Linked DNA regions of Mus musculus: region 2 is linked to region 1. Evidence: chromatin contacts called from public HiChIP or PLAC-seq data. All regions are on one chromosome and are shown on one strand. The core of a region is the stretch at or near the end of the contact, and the rest is flanking DNA. Distances in the headings are between cores, read along the strand shown. Region 1 has its middle 24 kb from the start of Zscan2. Region 2 overlaps Pde8a (phosphodiesterase 8A).

Region 1 (5,379 bases), core at 2,121-4,620:
ACTCATATAAATAAAATAAATACATCTTTCCAAAAAAAAAAAAAAAAGAAGAAGAAGAAGAAAACATCTTGGTCTTTGAGAAGTATTTTCTCTATTGAGGTTTCTTCCTTTCAGATGACTCTAGCTTGTGCCAAGTTGACATAAAACTAGCCAAGGACACCATTTATGTTTATATACACAAACACATTTATATACATAAATTTAGGAATATTTTCTAGTTTAAATTCCTTTGAATAGACACATTAATTTTAAGTTAATTTTAAGAATTATTTATTAATTTTATTCATTGAGAGATTTCAGATAATTCATATAAAAGTGAACAAATTTAGAAACAATAATTTATTTTCATTTTTACTATTAATAAAAATAGAACAATTAGTTTAAATTCCTTTTAACTTGAGCCACTTCCGATGTGAATAACTTGGAAATTAATTAATTTCTCCTTTTTTAAAATTAGATATTTTCTTTTATTACATTTCAAATGTTATCCCCTTTCCTAGTTTCCCCTCTGAAAATTTCATATCCCCTCCCAATTTCTCCTTTTTTAAAATAAAAAAAAATATATTTATTTGTGTGTGTCTATGTGTGTGTGTGTATATATGCATATCTCTGTGTGTCTATATCTGTCAGCATGTATATCTGTGTGTGTCTGTGTATGCATGTGTAAGTCAAAGGCCATGTGTGTTCTAGGCACAGAACTTAAGTTAGTCAGGCTTGTTTGACAAGTGCACGTCACTTGCTGAGCCATCTGGCCAGGCCCAGTTCTCCTTCTAGGTAAAATTGAAAACAAAACATCTAATGTTTAGTGGAGGAAATGTGTCACATGAGGATTATCACAATAGTATAATAATGGAAACATTTCTTCCTAAATGCATCCCCTCCGGGCTGGAGAGCTGGCTCAATGGCTAAGATCACTCACTGCTCTTCTGCAGGACCTGAAGTCAGTTCCCAGCCCACATCAGGCAGCCCAGATGCCTGGAAGTCCAGTTCCAGGGGATCTGAAACTCTGCTTCTAGCCTCCAAAGGCTCAAGCATACATGTGGCTTACACACACACACACACACACACACACACACACACACCCTAAATGAAAGTAAATAAATTTATTTATAAAAAAAAGATGATAAGTGTCTGAGGAAGACAGGCAAATGTCACCCTCTGGTGTCACTCACCGTCTCCCACAGGAGCAAGCACAACCACACAAATTCATATATTACACATACAAACATACACAAAGGTGGTGGTGGGGAATCTCCGTTAGTGGGCTTGTCCCTCTAAGCCTGGGTGGTACGCAGGCTCTGGCACTCCAGACAGTGAAGGGATTTTCCTTGGGCTCAGAAGTCTAAGGCTGGTTTGAACAACTTAAGACCCTGAGGGTCAGGGAGTAAGAGAAAGGAGGGGGGACTTATTTACAGATAACAGAGTTAAGGACCCTCTATTTGGTGGGGGGAGGTAGATTTCTATGGTACTTCCCACTACCTCCTGCCAAGAACTGAAAACCAACTTCCTTTCCTGCCCTTGAACTCCACATCTCTTAAAAAGACTTCTCTGTTCTGGGAGCCCCATGATGAAGCGGTCGTGACCCTCATGCATTGCCTTCTTTTGAGACAACTGAGTCTCTATTTAATAATGACTCATGCTGAACTCACACAGCCCTTCCCCAGGGAAGTTTCTCATTTCTTCCAACAGAACGCTTTATTTTTATAAATACATAATAAGTTCATTTCTAAAACTATAAATACATGTAAGGAAAGGTTGGAGACATGTCTGTTTAGGAAAAAAAAACCCACAGCCCAAAACTCCCTATTACTGTTTTGCTGCATATCTTTTTGTAATGGAACAGCTGTTCTCAACCTGTGAGTTGCAATAACCCCTCTGGGGGAGGGGGAAGGTGTCAGATGACCCTTTCACAGGGGTTGCCTAAGACCATCAGAAAACATAGACATTTACATTGCCATTCATAACAGTAGCACAATTACAGTTATGAAGTAGCAACAAAAAATAATTTTATGGTTGGGGGTCACCACAACATGAAGAACCGTATTAACAGCATTAGGAAGGTTGAGAACCACTGTAATAGAAAAAGCTGTATAGCGGGGCCAGGCAGAATGGAGCAAGCCTGACTTGGGAAGTAGAGTCAGAAGGATCAGGAGGTTAAAGGTCACTTATTTTGCTGAACAGCACTTTGGAGGCCAGTCTGAGCCACCACCCCCATCTCAAAAAAGAACAACTAACAAACAAACAAACACTTGGGCCAATCAGAATCGGGAGCTCTTGGGGCTCAGGAGATGGCTTAGTTGGTAAAGAGCTTGCCCATCTCACCTACACCCCAGTAGAATCCATTGATGAGCTCCAGGCCAACAAAAGAACGTGTCTCACAAGTGATAGACTATGTCCTGAAGATGACACCTGAGGTTGTCCTTGATCCTCCACAAACTTGCTTATGCACCCACATCTGCATTTAAAAACAAAACAAGCCTGGCATGGTGGCGCCCGCCTTTAATCCCAGCCCTCGGGAGGCAAAGGCAGGCGGATTTCTGAGTTCGAGGCCAGCCTGGTCTACAAAGTGAGTTCCAGGACAGCCAGGGCTATACAGAGAAACCCTGTCTCGAAAAACCAAAACCAAACCAAACCAAAACAAAACATAAATCTCTTGTGGGTTTTTGTTTGTTTTGAGACAAGGTGTCTCTGCTTAGCCTATGCAGACTTGGAACTCCATAACTCAAAATCCTCCTGCCTCAGTTTTGAGTGCTGGGCTAGCAAGTGTGCACCTCTAAGGTGTCTTGGTTTTGTTTCGAGTTGTTTAAAGGGCAGGGTAGAGTAACTGGGGCATCATCTCTGCAGAGGGCTCTGAGGTGAGTTTCACATCTCTTGCTCTGATATCTTTTTTTTTTCAAGATTTATTTATATGAGTATACTGTAGCTGTATTCAGACACACCAGAAGAGTGCATCGGATCCCATTACAGATGGTTGTGAGTCACCATGTGGTTGCTGGGAATTGAACTCAGGTCCTCTGGAAGAGCAGCTAGTGCTCTTAACCGCTGAGCCATCTCTTCAGCCCCTGCTCTGACATCTCGCGTATTTGATTTACAGGTATCACAAAGACACTACGGGACACTCGCTTCTGCCCAGGCGTTCCCAGTGGCGACAAATACATTGTGAAGGGTTATGGGAAAAATGGCTTTCATATCCGAGAGAGGTCACTCCCTTTTCACACCATCTGCATCAACAAGATGCTGTGCTGTGTGGGGCTGACAGGCTCCACTTTCAGTGTCGAGTGCTTTTGGGAAGCCTCTGAGCATAGTGGCCAGGGTTCATATTGGCCAAGTCATCCCGACCTCCCGACCGACAGTTCTCACCAAGCTGCAGAGTAAGGAACACGTGACTGAAGCCCTGCCAAGTTCAAGTTGCCTGGCCACAGATGATTCACAACGCAAAGAAGTGCAGCTTCACCAAGTTTAATGCAGATGAATCTGAAGACAATGGTAGCTGAGAAGTCGCTCATCCCTGAAGGCTATGGGATCAGAAATATCCCCCATCATCCGCTGGAGAAGTGCTGGGTCCTGCAGAAAGAGTTTCCACTGTGCTGAGACCTATACCGCACTAAATTGTGTTCAGTGGTATACCTCACATCCAGTTTGGGGGAAAAAAAAAAGGCGGCGGTGGAGTGGGGCAAAGAGGAGAATTTTGGTGGCTGGGAAGTTTGCAGAACAGAGAGAGGTCGGATTTCATGAGATTCTGCTACCTGCTTCCTGCTGCCATCCCACGGACAGACAGCACATGAGAATAGAGGCCTAGAGGCCGGTGGCAAGCTAGAACCCGAGAAAGAACATTCCTTTTAAAACCAGTCACAGATGGTGGCACTGCCAGGGGGACCACGCCCTGGGGGAGGGCTAAGAGGAGGAAGTTGCTGGAGATGGGCATAGAGGAGGATGTGCTCTTGTTTAGGGAAATAGGGATGGAGCCAGGGACTTCAGAAGAAAGGAGAGCGTTTTCCCTGTGAGGTGGAGAAAGACCCTGAAATCCGGCCAAGGAAATGGTGTTTCTGAAATGTAATGTTATACAAATTGCCAGGTGAGCATCCTTAAAAGAGAAAAGTCTCAAACATTTTTCTTTTCTTTCTTTTTTTCTTTTTGAGACAGGGTTGCTATGTGTAGCTCTGGCTGCCTTGGAACTAGCTCTGTAGACCAGACTGGGTCCACCAGCCTCTGCCTCGGAAGTGCTGGGATTGAAGGTGTGTGCAACCCACTCATCCCTCAAGCATTTTTATTCATTCATTCATTCATTCATTTATGTATTTCCCCCTCCCCCTCCCAATGTACAGGGTTGAAACCCAGGCTTGTCCTAGTGCTCTGCTTCCTCCAGTCTTAGTTAGACACTTTTACTTTCAATAATTTCTTTCTTTTTGTTCTGGCATGCATATGTGTGTACGCATGTTTGAATTTATGTGTTTGGCCATGAAGGCCTGGCTCACATCTGGTGCCCTCCTCATTTGTCCTCTATAGAGGCCGGGCCTCTGGCTGAATGTGGATCTCCTCAATTCTAGCTGCTCTAACCAGAAAGCTTACTCTCAGGGACCTCCTAGCGCTCTCTCCCAATGCTGGGGTTCCAGGAAGTCAGCAGGCCTTCAGGGCTCTTACATGGGTTCCACGGGTTGGAACTTTGTCCACATTTTTACGTTCCAAGTGCTTTATCCACTGAGCCATCCCCCAAGCCTGTTTGTCTACCTGTCTGCTTTTGATTTGTGTAGGAAGAAATGAGAAAGTACTCCTGACAGTGGGGCACGCTAAGGAAGGAATAGCCTGGGTTTTCTTGTTGTGTGAAACAGAGACTCACTATGTAGCCCTTGTTAGCCTGGAACTTGCTATGTGGACCAGGCTGGCCTTGAACTCACAGAAATCTTCTTGCCTCCACTTCTAGAGTACTACTGGGATTAAAGACATGTACCTGGCCAACAGCACTATATTAGCAAAATCTTTTTTACATTACAGTCATAGAGAATGGTTCAAAATTAATCCCCAGTCTTTTGACTGGAAAATCTGGAGCAATAAAAACCAGATGACCAGATGGTGTAACCTGGGTGGGCGGCTTAGACCCTGTCTCAGAGCATGAAAATGTAAGGTATTAGTAGATACAAAGCTATGGCATTGATGAAATACACACATTTTTTTTTAAATGAGAGTAGAATCATGCTATGAATATTACTTAGTAATTTGCTTCTACAACTTATTTAGGAGCAAATAAATGTCCAGAAGGATCCTGGCCCTCTGGGTCTAACCTGGAGCAAACTGAGTCCCAGCCTGGGTTCTGCCTACAGGCTTTGGCCTCCATTTTTTTTGTCAGAGCTGATGAGCTGTTAATCTTTAACCTTCAATCCT
Region 2 (5,021 bases), core at 2,285-4,784, 480 kb after region 1:
GCATTTGAGGCATCGTGGCCTGGGTAGCCTTGGCCAATATCTCTTTGGGCCTGTTTATCTGAAGGCAAGTTGAGGCTGAGGCGCCATATTTCTGGACAGTCTCTAATCCTTCTCAACATTTTGGAACCTTAACAGTGGGGTGTCCATAGACACGCGGGACTCTGGGAACATACTTTTCCTGGTGCGCATTATCCAGGCTTCCCTCATCGCAGAGCAGCCATGCCTGACCATGACCACGAGAGCCTGCCTGTGGTGTTGCTGCCTGATTAGCCTAGATTAAACACCATAAGGAAGCAGTAGAGAGATCCTTGGGCATTTGAACCAGAGATGAATTGATAAGGCTTAATCCAGTGCCTTATATGGTATGGAGCTGTCTTCCAGAGCATCATATGTGCATCCTAGAAGTGAAGGAAGCAGAGGGAGGACAGAAGGGGAAGCTCTGCCAGGGTGCCATTACTCCTACCTATGCCTCTGTATGCAGCTGAGCGCACTGACACCCGGGAAGCTAGACGTATGCCCAAGGTTGGGCACACCCTGATTTTTCACCTCTTTCTCCACAGTTTCCAGTCAGAGAAGACATTCCTCTTTGGCCCGGATACATTCTATGATGATTGAGGCACCCATCACCAAGGTCGGTCTTCACTGAGTATGCAGGCCCCTGGACCCCCAGAAAAATTGTTTCTCTGACAGAAAAGCAACAATGAGAATGCTCTTTCAGTTGTATAATGTTGTCTCGTCTGGAGAAAGGATGGGTGACAGAGACAGATGGGTACCTAAGATTAACGTGTGTCTGTGGCACAATCACAGACTATTATCAGCCTGACGCTAGATTGCTCTCTGTTTCGAAGGTTACAGAACTCAAGTTTTCTATTTCCACGATGCAGGTAATCAATATTATCAATGCTGCCCAGGAAAACAGTCCTGTGCCTGTGACGGAAGCCTTGAACCGAGTGCTGGATATTCTGAGAACCACTGAGCTGTACTCGCCACAGTTTAATGCTCAGGATGATCCCCATGCCACAGACCTCGTTGGGGGCTTAATGTCTGTAAGTCCATCTCCTAGGCTACTATAGCTTAATGTCTGTAAGCCCATCTCCTAGGCTACTATAGCTTAATGTCTGTAAGTCCATCTCCTAGGCTACTATAGCTTAATGTCTGTAAGTCCATCTCCTAGGCTACTATAGCTTAATGTCTGTAAGCCCATCTCCTAGGCTACTATAGCTTAATGTCTGTAAGTCCATCTCCTAGGCTACTATAGCTTAATGTCTGTAAGTCTATCTCCTAGGCTACTATAGCCTGTCTGTTCCTGTTTGCTTTCTCTGAGGTTGTCTGGACAGTGCTTTAAAAAGACAAGCAGAGCACCCGTGTAGGACTCGGTAAAGCACATCTTCTCCATGGTTTGTGTTCTGCTGTACTTAGACTATGGGGCTGCCTGCTGCTTACCTCCCAGGGAATCCTCAGCTTGGAGCAGCAGAAAGCAACAGTGTTGTAGACGGTCCACTGATAACCCTCTCCAGGGTCACATAGGGTTTTACAAGACATTTCAATTGTATTAAAGTGTCGTTTGTTGTTGTTTTCTGTTGGTTTGTTTGTTTGAGGCAAGGTTTCACCATGTAGCCTTTGCTGGCTGCAACTTGCTAGGTAGACCAGGCTGGCCTGAAGTCATGGAGATCCACCTGTCTCTGACAAAGTGTGTACACTACCACACCTGGCTTGTCTTGGGAAGACGAAAAACCATGGTGGTAGGGTGCAAATCCTTCAGTTCTATCCTCAGCACAAAAAGGAGCCAACAAAGCAAACGAACACCACACACCTTTGCCGGAGTGCTACACGATGCACTGCAGAGTGGAGACTAGCTCCTGCCTTCATGTGTTTAAAAAGGGCCAGGGCGCCCCACTAGCCTTTGGATAACTGTTTAGGAAGAAGGCATTAAGGATGTGCCACTACCACCAGGCAGTGGTGGCACACGCCTTTAATCCCAGCACTTGGGAGGCAGAGGCAGGCGGATTTCTGAGTTTGAGGCCAGCCTGGTCTACAGAGTGAGTTCCAGGACAGCCAGGGCTACACAGAGAAACCCTGTTTCGAAAAAACCAAAAAAACAAAAAAGGGACATGTCACTACATGGGGATTCTTGAGGAGCCCAGGCACCACCTCAGCCAGTGCAGAGCAGCACTCTCACAAGCGAAGACAACTACCATTGTTCTGCTGCCGTCTTAGAAATAAAAGTTGCTCCCTCCCGATTCCTGTGTCCTGGAGCTCATGGGGAGAGGGCGCCCCGAGAGCACATGGGGTACTGAGTGGTTAGTCCCATCCTCAGGGACGAGGGAGGCGTCCACTCAGAAGGTGAGAGAGAAGTGTTCCTGAGACAGCTGAGTTTGGAGAAGAAGAAAATGGGGGTGACCTGAGGGCAGAGGGTGGTTGTCACTATGGTGGGCAGTAGTTGGTCAGCTCACTGGTCATCCTGCCTGAGCCTGGGCTCCAGCAGTAGGGCAGCTCCCAGGAGGTGACTAAATTTGGAGTTGGCCACAGTGGTCAGCCTGCTGGGCTGGGCAGCCTTGCACTGGGCTGTGCTGGACTGTCCTCTCTGGGGCTGTCCATCTGGGTTATGCAGTCAGGAAGGAAGACCATGTGACCATGCCTTTTCTTGTCTTCTTGATTTTCACCAGGATGGCTTACGAAGGTTTTCAGGAAATGAGTATATTCTTGCAACAAAAAGTAAGTTCTCTGTTTTTAATCTCTTACATTGCTATAATACTCTGGCCCAGATTAGATGATGCTCGCTCTCATCAGTAAGCTCTGGGTACGCCGTGAAGCCTCAGAAGCAAAGCAGCCATTTCTGATATAGCACGGCCTACCCCAAACACCAAATGCCACGAACCTGTTAACGTCGTCGTCGTTTTCCAAATTCTGTTACTTTGCAGACCTCCCACCACTTTCAAACAATTTGGCCACCCCCGTCTCCCTTCATGATGTCCCACCACGGATTGCCCTGGCCATAGAAAATGAAGAACAGTGGGACTTTGACATTTTTGAGCTGGAAGTAGCAACCCAAAATAGGTAGGTAGAGCTTGTTTCCAAGGCCTGTGCAGGGAACCGCCCGCCCAAGCAGCAGAGGTGTGTGCAGAGCCATTCCTGGGGTGGGGACAGAGGCTGAGGAAGGAGGAGAGGGACTTCAAGTTGAGTCAGTAGGCCCCAGGCAGAGTTTGCCCAGCTCTGATGGCTTCCTTAAATAGCAGGTTTTCCTGTGACACAAGTCCCTAATTTCTCTAGTATGTGGTATTATATAAGGTAGCAACAAAGAGTCTCCTGCTCCAAACCTAGAACCAATATGGTTAGTTACACATTTGATAAAACTAGCCTCAAATCTTGGTTGCCATATTGGTGGCCCACACAAAGACTCCACCCTAGTTATGTTCATCGGCTTATGGTGGCTGACTGGGAGTTTGGGTTTTGCTGAGTAAAAGCTGTTAACCACAGGATCTTGGCACATAGGGCTGGGCACCCACAGCCAGTGCCAGCCAGGAGTGCGGTTCAGTTTGGGGAGGGTGGCTCTGCTAGGTTGTGGAATGATTCACCGGTCTCACCCCACTGGGTGAGCTGTCTACACTGAGACTCCCACGCACACAGCCTAGCAGTGGCCAGGCACATCCCATAGCAATGAGCCCCTGAGCCCCTGGTTTACATTCCGAGCCATCACAGCTTCCAAAGTGTGGAAGGCAGGCCAGGTCGAGGTCTGTGATGACCTCTGAGATGGCTTCTGTGGGCTGATTTCTTAACCTTCTAAGTCAAGTCAGTAAATCTAAGGAAGGCATGCTTGCTAGTAGCTGGTCAATTTCTCGAGGTAAAGTCTAAACTTTAGACTATAAAGTTGCTGAGGTGATTAGTCACCTGAGTGTGTCTGCGTCTGGTTTATGTCACACTTTGGTGGTATTTCCTCTAGGTAGGCCATCAGAAGTAACACGTGAGGGTAGGATTACAGGTAGCCTGTATAGTCTGGCAAAGGCAGGGTTCTGAAGGTTGTACTTATGCAAGCAGGGTGGGAACTTCACCCCAGCAAATCAAGATGCCTAAAGCAGGCTAAGGCAGAAAGAAACCGTTGTGTGGCCTCCAGCCCACATGGAATACAGTGCAGCAGTGCAGATCAGTTGCCCTGGTACTCTGCACTGTGGCTTGAATGTACTTTGGGTCTCTTCAGAACTCGGGTAACTGGTTTTTGCTCTATTTTATATTGTGCATATTTTTCTTTGTAGGCCTTTGATTTATCTAGGTCTGAAAACGTTTGCGCGTTTTGGAATGTGTGAGTTCTTACAGTGCTCTGAGACAACGCTGAGATCTTGGTTTCAGATGATCGAATCCAACTACCACTCTTCTAACCCCTACCACAATTCCACACACGCTGCGGATGTGCTTCACGCCACGGCGTATTTCCTTTCCAGAGACAAAATAAAGGTGAGCTAGCGTTCCTGTTCCTCATTCAACAGCAACAGTGGGCAGAGATGGGGCTTCCGCCTCAGCTGCCCTCACTGCACCGTAATAACCAGAGTGGTCCTCACCCGTGCAGCGTGCAGCATGGAAGGCGAGGAAGCAGCTGATAGGTTAATCTGCAGTCTCCGCCAGTCTATGAGTCCTCAAGGAGAAACCAACCGAGACAGAACAGGGCTGTCCCCGTGGAGGAGAGGGGTTTCAGTTTGGACCTAAGGGCACACTGAGCCTCTTTTAAGCCCCTCACCTGTGCTGTGAGTCCTGACCATTCCTGCCCTGCCCCGCCCCTCAGCCCCTCAGCTGCTGGCTAACCATCTGACTCAGACAGAGCTTCTAATTTTCCTGCCCCAGGAGGGAGGTCACTCCTCTCTCCTGGTCCCTCACAGCATTCGCACAGTGCTGCCATTGTGTTCTTTCCAGAGCAGCATGTCTGCCCATCACTGCCTTGAGCCGCTTCCTGCCCCACAGGCACTCAGACTTCAAACACTGTGATACACTGCCGTGCCACACCGCCATGAAGGACTCCCCTTTCTTCTTCA

Evidence for each region. HiChIP or PLAC-seq counts read pairs in DNA pulled down with a chosen protein or histone mark.
Region 2: a FOXA1 HiChIP or PLAC-seq map of pancreatic cancer cells shows a contact between it and region 1. The contact joins two enhancer-like sites. A contact is called at or near these places in 3 of 115 datasets of contacts at active chromatin or transcription factors (embryonic stem cells, large pre-B cells and pancreatic cancer cells).

The regions. Positions count from the first base shown.
Region 1 is chr7:80,834,576-80,839,954 of GRCm38.p6, forward strand. No RefSeq gene overlaps it. Among named protein-coding and RNA genes, the nearest start is that of Zscan2, 24 kb to the right of the region's middle. Within about 2 kb of position 3,371, at least 73 of the 459 cell types and tissues checked have an H3K27ac peak or open chromatin away from gene starts, as enhancers often do. A contact at or near this core is called in pancreatic cancer cells, where this site is marked.
Region 2 is chr7:81,316,402-81,321,422 of GRCm38.p6, forward strand. Pde8a (phosphodiesterase 8A) reads left to right here. Exons shown (of 22, transcript NM_008803.3): 13 at 561-631; 14 at 885-1,046; 15 at 2,667-2,715; 16 at 2,922-3,057; 17 at 4,251-4,449. Among named protein-coding and RNA genes, the nearest start is that of Rps17, 26 kb to the right of the region's middle. Within about 2 kb of position 3,535, at least 70 of the 459 cell types and tissues checked have an H3K27ac peak or open chromatin away from gene starts, as enhancers often do. A contact at or near this core is called in pancreatic cancer cells, where this site is marked.